Regions from separate parts of the Mus musculus genome. Here regions 2 and 3 are each linked to region 1. Evidence: chromatin contacts called from public HiChIP or PLAC-seq data. All regions are on one chromosome and are shown on one strand. Each heading gives the region's core, a stretch centred on a gene start, on an enhancer-like site or on the middle of the called end of the contact. The rest is flanking DNA. Distances are from core to core; before and after follow the strand shown.

What was found. HiChIP or PLAC-seq counts read pairs in DNA pulled down with a chosen protein or histone mark.
Region 2: a contact with region 1 is called in a FOXA1 HiChIP or PLAC-seq map of pancreatic cancer cells. The contact joins two enhancer-like sites. A contact is called at or near these places in 1 of 484 Hi-C or Micro-C datasets (the G1E-ER4 cell line) and 3 of 115 datasets of contacts at active chromatin or transcription factors (astrocytes, embryonic stem cells and pancreatic cancer cells).
Region 3: a FOXA1 HiChIP or PLAC-seq map of pancreatic cancer cells shows a contact between it and region 1. The contact joins the promoter of Kif23 here to the enhancer-like site in region 1. A contact is called at or near these places in 1 of 39 promoter capture datasets (neural stem cells), 4 of 115 datasets of contacts at active chromatin or transcription factors (embryonic stem cells, extraembryonic endoderm stem cells, fetal liver and 1 more) and 1 of 9 other capture datasets (adipose tissue).

What each region holds. Positions count from the first base shown.
Region 1 is chr9:62,363,284-62,366,543 of GRCm38.p6, reverse strand. The region is part of intron 1 of Anp32a (acidic (leucine-rich) nuclear phosphoprotein 32 family, member A); the gene reads right to left. Among named protein-coding and RNA genes, the nearest start is that of Gm40522, 16 kb to the left of the region's middle. Within about 2 kb of position 1,518, at least 82 of the 459 cell types and tissues checked have an H3K27ac peak or open chromatin away from gene starts, as enhancers often do. A contact at or near this core is called in neural stem cells and pancreatic cancer cells, where this site is marked.
Region 2 is chr9:62,776,004-62,779,263 of GRCm38.p6, reverse strand. Itga11 (integrin alpha 11) reads right to left here. Exons shown (of 30, transcript NM_176922.5): 27 at 2,541-2,651; 28 at 2,315-2,410. Among named protein-coding and RNA genes, the nearest start is that of Fem1b, 34 kb to the left of the region's middle. Within about 2 kb of position 1,608, at least 45 of the 459 cell types and tissues checked have an H3K27ac peak or open chromatin away from gene starts, as enhancers often do. A contact at or near this core is called in pancreatic cancer cells, where this site is marked.
Region 3 is chr9:61,945,186-61,948,445 of GRCm38.p6, reverse strand. It overlaps Kif23 (kinesin family member 23), which reads left to right and starts at 1,647. Exons shown (of 23, transcript NM_024245.4): 1 at 1,647-1,834; 2 at 3,027-3,096. The coding sequence starts at 1,824.

The sequences.
Region 1 (3,260 bases), core at 269-2,768:
AGTTCTCCCTACATAAGACACTCCTGCCGCATAGTTGGCTGAAGGGTCACAGAATCCATGGTGATCCAAGATGGGGGGTAGAGGAGGAGTCGGACAGAGAGAGAGAGAGAGAGAGAGAGAGAGAGAGAGAGCTGGTGGCAGGCTGGAAATCCACAGCTGGCTGGTAAACAGCCCTGAAAGGCCACGAGGGGAGATAAGAGGTACCCGGAGACCGGGAAGAGAGAGGCGCTGTCTTGATCAGGAATGGCTATGTAACTATAGCCCAGTGCAAAATGAGATGGTGGGCCCCTTGCTGGAAATTTACCTGGTAGATAGCATATGCTTTCCTAGCCTGTACTAGTCTCTTGTTTGATTTTTCCAATACTACATAAACTTGGTAGAAGATGGATGACAAGTTCAATACCATCCCCAGTTATACACTGAGTTTGAGACCAGCCTGGGCTATGTGAAACTCATCTCAAAACAAAACACAAAACAAAGCCTCACATAGAATTCTAAGACAGTGACAGCCAACTATGTGTGTAGGTCACATGGCTGTGGCGCTGGCTCTGATTAGAATGGACATCTTGGGTCTACGACAGGCCTTCTAAAAAAAATAATGACCCAGGGGGAAAGGACACTTTAAGAGCCGCCCCTTACTTTTTCAGAACTTCTATGGCAACTCAGGATGGGCAGAAGGCGGACTCTAGCCAAACAGACCTGGCTCTAGTCCAAGTTCCTCTCTCTAGCCCAGCTGTTCCTAACCTGTAGGTCTCCACCTCTCTGGGGTTAAACAACTCTTTCACAGGGGTCTGCCTAAGACCAGCAGAAAACACAGATATTTACATTGTGACTATAGCAAAGTTACAGTTATGAAGTAGCAACAAAAAATTGTATGGTTGCAATCAGTTAAGAAGAGTGGGGAACCACTGGTCTCTCGCCCTTCTCACCTCTCTGGGCTTCCAGTTTCCTCTCAGAATTCTAGTGCCAACGACCCAGGGCCGGATTACACAATAAGAAGTCTAGCCTAGAATTTTGCCAGCTTGAAGAAAAAAAAGCTACCCACCATCCCCTTTACCACTGGCTCTACTGATGGTGTCCACACTGAAGATGGTAGCAGGGAATGAAGGCTCCTAACCAGGCCCAGTCCTCCATGCCTTCCTGCCACAGGCTCTGAGCCCAACACCCCAAGCCTCCCACCCTGCTCTGGAGCCGTGGAGAGCATTTAAAACAAACCCTCTGGGTTCAACCTCTACATCTTGCTTTGCCTGGTTTTCTACCCCCAACCTCCAGACATGATTTGCGCTTCCTTTACTGAACAAGAATTGGATAAATATATGTGGTTTGGTTTCAACCTTGTCAGTCCCTGACCAATTTAGGTTCCAGGTTCCAGGCTTCGAACAGAAGACTCAAATCAGATTGACCCAGTGTTTTTTGGTGCTCCTGGATTTTAACTAGGTCAGCTTTTAAATGGGCCACCCCCTGCTGCAGATCCCATTCCTAGCTAGAAGGCCACGCTGTGTGAGTCACTGAGGTTTGAGGCAGAGCTAATAAACGGACACTTGCGTTTGTTTTAACGGTAAAATCTACTTACCGACCTGTGTGGGAAGGGACACAGCTCTGGGGGGAAAGGCTGGATGTTTTGAAAGTTACCGAGATCTTACTGAACAGAGGTCAGTGTTTTCTGATCATAACCCACTGAAAGGGATACATTTTAGGAGCTGGAGAGATGGCTCAGCAGGCAAGCCACTTGCAGCTCTTGACTGAGTTTGGTACCCAGCACCAGGGTCAGAGGCTCACAATTGCCTGTAGCTCCAGCTGGGGAGGGGAGTGGATTGATTCTGCACTCTCTCTAGTCTCCCCAGGCACATGCATACGCATTAATTACACAGCCACATTAATACAAATAAAACAAAAAGCAAGCAAACAAACAAAACCTACTTTACTCAGAGCACACACAAACTGTTTGCCTGTAGGCACACTTGGTGAAAATAAACACTACACATAGAATCCCATCTATAGATTTAAAAAAAAAAAACTTAAAAGTTTCATTTATGTGTCTCTGTGAGAGAATGCCACTTGTGTAGGGGAGCCTGCAGAGGGCAATCTCTTGGAGGAATTACAGGGGGCTGTGAGGGGCCGGATCTGAGTCCAGAGAACAGAATCCAAGTCCTCTGCACGTGCCCCAAGTGCTCTTAACTGCTGAGCCATCTCTCCAGCCCTCTTATTACTTCAATTTTTAAAATGTGGCCCACAGTATGGGGTGAAGTGGGCCAGAGAGATTGATGTTCGGCAGAGGACGGGGGGGGGGGGGGGGGGCGGAAGATGGGCGGCTGGGCAGAGAACTCTGGCCCGGGTGATTAATTTTAATTTTTCTTTTCTGCCACAACACGCCTCCTGTCCTAGGTCAGAATCTGCCCCCCACCGCCATCCCCAAAAGTAAGAGAACCCACGGCCCATCCACCATCCTCCCAAGTTCCTGCAGCCTTGTGGCTGCCAGGGCTTGGGGGTTTCAACGCCTCTCAGGATCTTCCGTAGTCTTAGCCAGGGGCAAGAGCCTTCTTCGCTTTAAAAACAAACAAAACCCTCCCCGAGAATTGAAAGCCTCTCCGGGCCTCGGATTTTTGCTGCTACGTACAAAGCAGCTCTGCAGGCAGGCGGCGGGGGAGCACGTGGCGCGGGCAACGGTGATGCCATCCTCATTACTTAGAGGCAGGAGGGCGGGCCGAGGAAGATCAGGCTGGCTCATAGGTCCAGCTGGCAGGGCAGGCTGAGACTGCACCAGCCCGCCAGCCCTGCGACTCGCTCTTGTCCCTGGCTCCTCCCCACTCTTCCCCGCGCGGTCGGGTGATTTCGCCTGTGCTTTCCTTGCAGGAGTATTCGGTGCTAGGGACGCTTCCACTCACTGGAAAGGCTCGGTGCTGGCCAGGCTTGCTCAAAAGGATACCTAGCTTCTGCCCCCAGCCTTTGCGTTCCTCTTATCTTTAATTTTTAAAAAAGATTTAAAAAATGTGTTATGAGTGCTTTGCCTGCATGCCTTGTACTGTGTGCATGCTCACAGGGGACAGTTATCAGATATTTTGAAACTGGTGTTACAAACGCCAGTGAGCCACAAGTAGATTCTGGGAACCAAACCGGGGTCTTCGACAAGAGCAGCAAGCAAGCGCTGTTAACTGCTGAGGCGAACTCCTGCCCCAAGTAGCCCTCCATTTAAAGCCTCGTTCCTGCCTCCCATCTCAACCAAGCCTTCCCTGGTTGCCTGGCCCTGCCCTGGTCCCGCT
Region 2 (3,260 bases), core at 359-2,858, 410 kb before region 1:
GAGTCTGCATCAGCCTCCCTACCTCAGTCTCACCCCCACCGCCTGTCCTCAGCTTGCAGTATGAGGAACACTTTCCCTCGGATGACAGAGCGGCGGTCCCTGCTCAGAACATCACATCTTCTCATGGCATTTGGAGGGCAGTGGTCCTTCTCGCCTTGCTGACCGCATCCGCTGCCCCTCACTCTGCTCCCGCTTTCCGTGCTACCACGGGGCTGTTCTCTCTGCCCTTGAGTGACCGACTCCCCCAGATACCTACACGTGCTCCCCAACCTCCCTGTGTGGAACTCAACTGAGCAAACTGTGTTCACTCCATCTGAATTTCACTCTTGAGTGCGGATTTCTTTCTGGGAAAGAAGCCAGAAAACAAAACAGAACACTGCCAGGGGTGGCCTGAGTTGAGTGGGGCTTCTCAGCTTGGCCCCCTGCTCTGTCTCCAGAGCATGGAGTGAGGCAGAAACAGCCACAGCAGCTAGCTGGGTGGTGGACCATTCACATTACTCCCTAGGCAACTCTGGGCAGGTCACTACTCAGGCCTCACCTCACACAGTCTCAGCTTTCCCTCTGAGACAGAGGCAGGGGTTAAGCCTTCGAGGTGTGCGGTGGGTCTGCTTGCGTGTGCACAGGGCTCAACCCTTCCATGGTTTCTGCTTCATCCCCAAAGGCTGGGTGGGCCTTTGTGCTGCCTTCCTTGCCCACTGACCTAGCCATGCTGGGCACTATATAACCTACTACAAGTGACACGCTCAGTACAATAGGATTTTTTTTTTTTTGAGGGCATCTTGGGCTAGGAAGAAAGTTCACCTAAGAGATAACCAGGTGGTGGTGGTGGCGCATGCCTTTATTCCCAGCACTGGGGAGACAGAGGCAGGAGGATCCCTGAGTTTGAGACCATCCTGGTCTACAGAGTGAGTTCTGGGACAGCCAAGGCTATACAGAAACCCTGTCTCAAAAACTAGAAAACTAAACAAAACAGAGATACTCATGGGGGGGGGGGAGGGATGGTTAACGGGGGAGGGGCTTCCTGACACTTGACACATCTTTGAAGAATTACTACCCAGGGCCATCTCCAGAAACGGCTCCCTGGCCACTCTGTCCATCTGCTTCCCTCAGCATGGCCGCACTTCCTGACTTCTCCCATGCTTGGTTACTACTGTGTTCAACTGCTTATGAATCTGCCGCCCAGGCTGGGGGCTGGGGAAAGGGATGGACCCCCATCCCATGCAGAATGAAGAAACACATGGTTGAAAGGAGGTAGCTGGTGCCCTTTCCCTCAGAGGGGCAGAGGTGTCAGGAGATTCAAGGCTTAGGCTGGGGCCCCAGGGTGGGACAGACCACCAGGATGTGGGGCTAACCCTCAGTTACCACAGTTCTTAGGAGAATCCCTGAGAACTGCTTCTGGGCCTTGACCCGTGATGTTCTATGCCTGGAAGGGTGCAATTACCGAAACAGCCTGATGGTGTCCCTTTGCCAAGCCTGCCTTTTTCCCCTCTTCTCCTTTATGCCTGTTTGTTTAACCCAGCATCTCCTGAGGTGTATAGGTGAGTGGCCAGAGCCTACAGCTCAACCAGCACTTCTGAGATATGAACAGTAGGGGGCAGCAAAGCCCTACTCCCAGCTGCCCCGTTTACACAAGCCCTAATTGTTCTCTAAGACCCGACTTGTTTAGGACAGTAGCTATCTCTCAAAGCCTCACCTCTTTTTCTCTGTCTGGAAGTCAAGGTAATGCTGGCCTATGTGGTTTTGTCTAGTTAAAAAAGAGCCCAGCACGGAGCCCTCTAAATCCTGCCCTCACCCTTACCACACCCATTGCTGCTTGCACTCCTTTAGAGCTGAGTCTCTAGGCAAGGGAGGGATGCAAGTTCAGGCTCCACCAGCAAGCCCAAGACAACTTCACTGTGGGGCAGCCAATCAGGGAGCCACCCTTTAGGTTCATGGGTGTGGGTGTGTGGTCTCAGTATCCTCTGTGTGAAACTCTGTGAGACACACAGGCGTCTCTTTATTTTTTCCCACAGCACAGAGCCTAGCACGCTGAGGTACCACGCCAATGCTTGAGTCTGGTCTCTTGCCAGTCTGCTCTGCGTGTGTGTGTGTGTGTGTGGTGTGTATATGTATGTGTGTGTGTTTGCACGAGTGCTTTTTTTTTTTTTCTTTTGATAGTCTTTCACTGACCTGGAGCTAGGCTAGCTAGTGAAAAAGACCAAGGATTTGTCTTCATTTCCTGAATGCTAGGATTACATCCTAGCATTTCCTGAATGCTACACCTGTCGTCCCCCCCCATTCCCCCCCTCCCGGTTTTGGACTCCCTGGAGCTCACCTGGCGGCTAGGGTCTTCCTCTCGGAAGATGAAGGGGCTGTGGAACTGCCTCTGCAAGGCGGCGTTGACTGTGATCTTCAGAGACCTGTACTTGAGCTGTAAGACCAGGGCCTTCTTCAGAGCCGGCTCTGGGAGCCTCTGTTCCCTCTCAGGCAGCCCCAGGTTGGAGACTCCCCCCACAGCCACCTCCTCCCTTCCTTCCAGTCCTGCTGAGGGTCTAACTTACTGCTTTCAGAGATGTCAGCCACAGGTTTCCCACCAGGTAGAAGCTGGTCTCCTGGCTGGGGGCCAGCCTCAGGTTGCAGATGATGGAGACCACGTCGGAGTTGCTGTGATTCTGGAAGAGAGTTGTCGGGATGGGCGGGGGCTGGAGGCCAGTGGCCTAGAATGTGAGCTTGGGCCATCAGACAGGCCTGAGGCTGGACCAACTGGGAAAGGGAAGCCGACCCGAGGCTGGACCATCTGGGAAGCAGATGGCTGGGACAAGGATAGAGGTATGTGGGGACACGAGGGACACCGAGAATACAAAGCAAGGAGGCCAGATTTGAAGTTGTGTATAACGACCAGTGTCCCAGGATCAGAACCTCCACTCAACACTGAGGACTTGGAAATCACCATATAAACAAGCTAAACGATAACTAAATGACAGTGCAGTAAGTCACAATAGATAGAGAAAAGTATTGCAGGCAATCAAACTTCCGGAGAGTGTCCCAATCAATCAATCAATCAATCATGTGTACACACATGCACATACCCAGAGCAAGTGTCATATTCAGGATCAAGACAATTCCAACCTCTCTCTCTCACACACACACACACACCTGCCATCAATTCTGTTTCTACTGCCCTGGTGGCCAGAGCCAGGGTAACATGTCAGGAAAAACAACTTGTTTTGGAGTGTTTGGAAAAAGTGGCAGAGACAGATGGAAAAGTGCATAAATCTTCA
Region 3 (3,260 bases), core at 398-2,897, 420 kb after region 1:
GAAAAACCAAAAACCAAAAAAAAAAAAAAAAAAAAGAAAGAAAGAAAGAAAAAAGAAAAGAAAAGAAAACGAATGAGTTAGAGAGCCTTACTATGGATGGACAGGAGCAAGAGAGAGAAAACCCAGCATGAGTCAAAGCTACAGATGGAGCATGGGAGAGCCCCTCCAGTGTCCTTCAGTGAGAGCCTCCACCGCTTTCAACGCTTAGGGCCATGCCCATAGTGGTAAGCACCGAGCGTGCAACAGTGCCATCTAGCGAGGCTGAAGAGGATACGCTGGGAGAGGACTCCGTAAACAGGGGCCGGGCACCGCGTGGGGTGATGCTGAAATCAACGGTGCAGTGAGGGGCGGCAGGGGCTCTGGGATCCAGAGAAGGTGAGGCATTCTCCGAGGAAAGGAAGGCTGAGAGACAGCAGAGAGACTCGAGTGTGGGGGCAGAAACGTTCCACGCATGAGCGTTGGGCTTGGGACAGGTGAGAGGTGACGCAACTGAACAGGAAGACTAGCCTCAGGGCCCCACTGAGGGTCTCAAGCAAAGGGCGATGACCCACCCTAGGGCTCTCCCAGACCTGTGACTTATAGGTGAGAGTGCAGTCAAATGGATCGGTTTTGGAAAGTGATGGTGGCAAAGCCTGGTAGCTTTCTATCTGCTTCTGGAAATTTATCCATGGATGCATTTTCAGGTTTATTCATCGAAGCAGTTTGCAACAGTAAATATTGGAAAGACTAATGTCCAGTAATATGGACATTAACTATGGATATTAAACTGGCTATCCTTATCAGTGCTGGCCCTAAAGGAAGTTCTAAGTGGAGCTTGAGTCACAGAACGCAGGTGTGGCTACATCCCTGGGGAATCGTCAGCATGGGGGCTGGGATTAAATGAGAAAGAATCAACTTGTAGAAGGCAAAGGGTAAACGGTGGTTGCACAAGGGCAGTGGGTAGATTTTATGCATCTCTGTATATCCAGGAAACATCAAAATCAAGAATTTGAAGGTTAAGGATGTGTGGCTTAGTGGTATCACCTTTGCCTAACATTGTGAGGCTCTAGGTTTGATCACTAGCACCATGAAACACACACACACACACACACACACACACACACACACACACACACAGAGAGAGAGAGAGAGAGAGAGAGAGAGAGAGAGAGAGAACTGGAGAATCCAGAGAAAGGAACTTACAACAGGTTGTCTGCCAAGTTGGTATAGTCTTCAAGATCATTCTGGGGTCCTCACTGTAAGTGTGAGGCCAGCCTGGGATACAAGATACTCTCGTCTCAAAATAAATATCAAAAGTAAGATAAAATGTAAACGTAGAACTAAAAGTAAAGGTAAAAATAAAATATAAATACAATAAAATGAATAAGATGATGTGGTAGCCAGCGGCCAGCCTGAAATTAGAACATGCCCGACCAAGGCTTTACTTCCTTAGAGGTTCTCAGGACAAAGACTGGGAGATCTCAGCTTCTGCGTCAGAACGGAAGGGCGGAAGGGCCGGGATTTCCCCTCTCAGGTTTTTCTCCAGCGCTGCCCTCCTCAGCCTCCGGCTGGCGCCCTTGGGTTGCCAAGGAGACGAGCGCCCCTGCTGGCCGTGCCAGCGCTCCCCGAGGCCCCGCCCCTTCGCCGCAGGCGGCCGCTGATTGGCCTGTTTGAAATGCGCCGGGCGGGCGCACACTTGGGCTTGCAGCGTCGCCGCCGGGCTCTCCTCAGATTGAGTCCTGGTCCCCGCGGCCGTGGTTTGCTCGGCTTAGTTCCCGCCAGCCTTGCTCCTGTCGGAGCCCGACGTCCCGCGCGCGCGTCAGGATAGCACGGAGCCTGCGGTCATGAAGTCAGCGTGAGTACTGGTGGGAGGACTGCGTGGGGGTCGCCGCCCTCCTCACGCTGAGACTGGGGACTGCCCGGGAGCTGAGTCCGTAGTACAGTGTAGGCCGAAGCTCCGCACTGCAGAGTTCTGGTGGCTGGCGACCCTGGTGTGCCGGCGCCCTCCCAGTCCTCTGAGCCCGCGAAGGCTGCCTCCGAATCCGGGGCTGTCTGCCACCACCTCCTCGGGTTGCCATCCTTTGGGCTGCCCATCCCTCCCCAGCTTCCTTCCTCCCCGCCCGCTGCGCAGGTGGCAGGTCTGGGGACCCCGGGCGGCGCGCAGCCGGGGTGCGCGCTGGCACTTTGGGGGAGTTGAGCCTCCACAGCTCCGTCGGCATCCCTTCCCTAGTTCTAGCCTTGAGGTCAGGGTCCTTCTGCAGCTCCGCCACCTTGCGCTATCTTTGTCCCCAGGCCATCCCACACGCCTACTCTATCTCCCACGCCCACATTCCTCAGTATTCCTAGACTCTTCAGGAGAGCCACATCCTGGTTACACTTTTACTGCGAAGGAGGGCTGGCTTTAGAAATCGTTACTTTCACACGCACACACACGAAAAAAAAAAAAAACGGAACTTTTTAAAATGAGGAAACGTCAGTCTTTATATTTACTTAAGGATACCTACCCTAGTATATCGCTGGACTCTGGTTTGCTTCTAGTTTACGTGTGACTCTATTGAGAAAAGTACTTTAATAATCTACAGTCTAAACGAGTCTTTTGGTTTAATTTGTGTTAAATATTCTTGTAGCCTATAAACGAGAAAGGAAAAAAAAGTTAAATGATAGAGAATGTTGAAATAAAATAATTTTTTATATTGTTTACTTAAAATAGCAAGACATTTCAGCATTGTGAATAATCTAATCTTCCTACATAGCATGAGCAAATCTCTGAATTTGCACTCCAACACTTAAAAAAAATACAAACAAAAGTTCCACTGAGTACTAATGGTATCAAAAGTGTATTTTCCCAATTGAAATTTTAATGAGTTAAATTACATATACCACATTTCTCGAGTACAGTTTATTGTTTATATACATGTTATTTGCTGTGCGGTATTTGAGATTGCTGGGAAATGATTTTTTTAAGCCTTAGGAAGTTCATTGTTAGAATTTGTGATGTCTTCTATGTTAGTGTTGAATTTATGGCTTTTTTTTCTCTTTTTAACCAGGAAGGCTAAGACGGTCAGAAAACCTGTAATAAAAAAAGGATCTCAGACAAACCTTAAAGATCCAGTGGGGGTAAGGTGTGTGTGTGTGTGTGTGTGTGTGTGTGTATTTTCTTTCTTTAGTCCACTTCTTGTATGTGTGTGCTTGAAAGGGGAGGAAAGCAATATGAAAGTCGGGTTAAAGAGCACGCAGTTAAACCGATGCACTGAATTGTATAAAGCTGGGTTTAGCTGGGA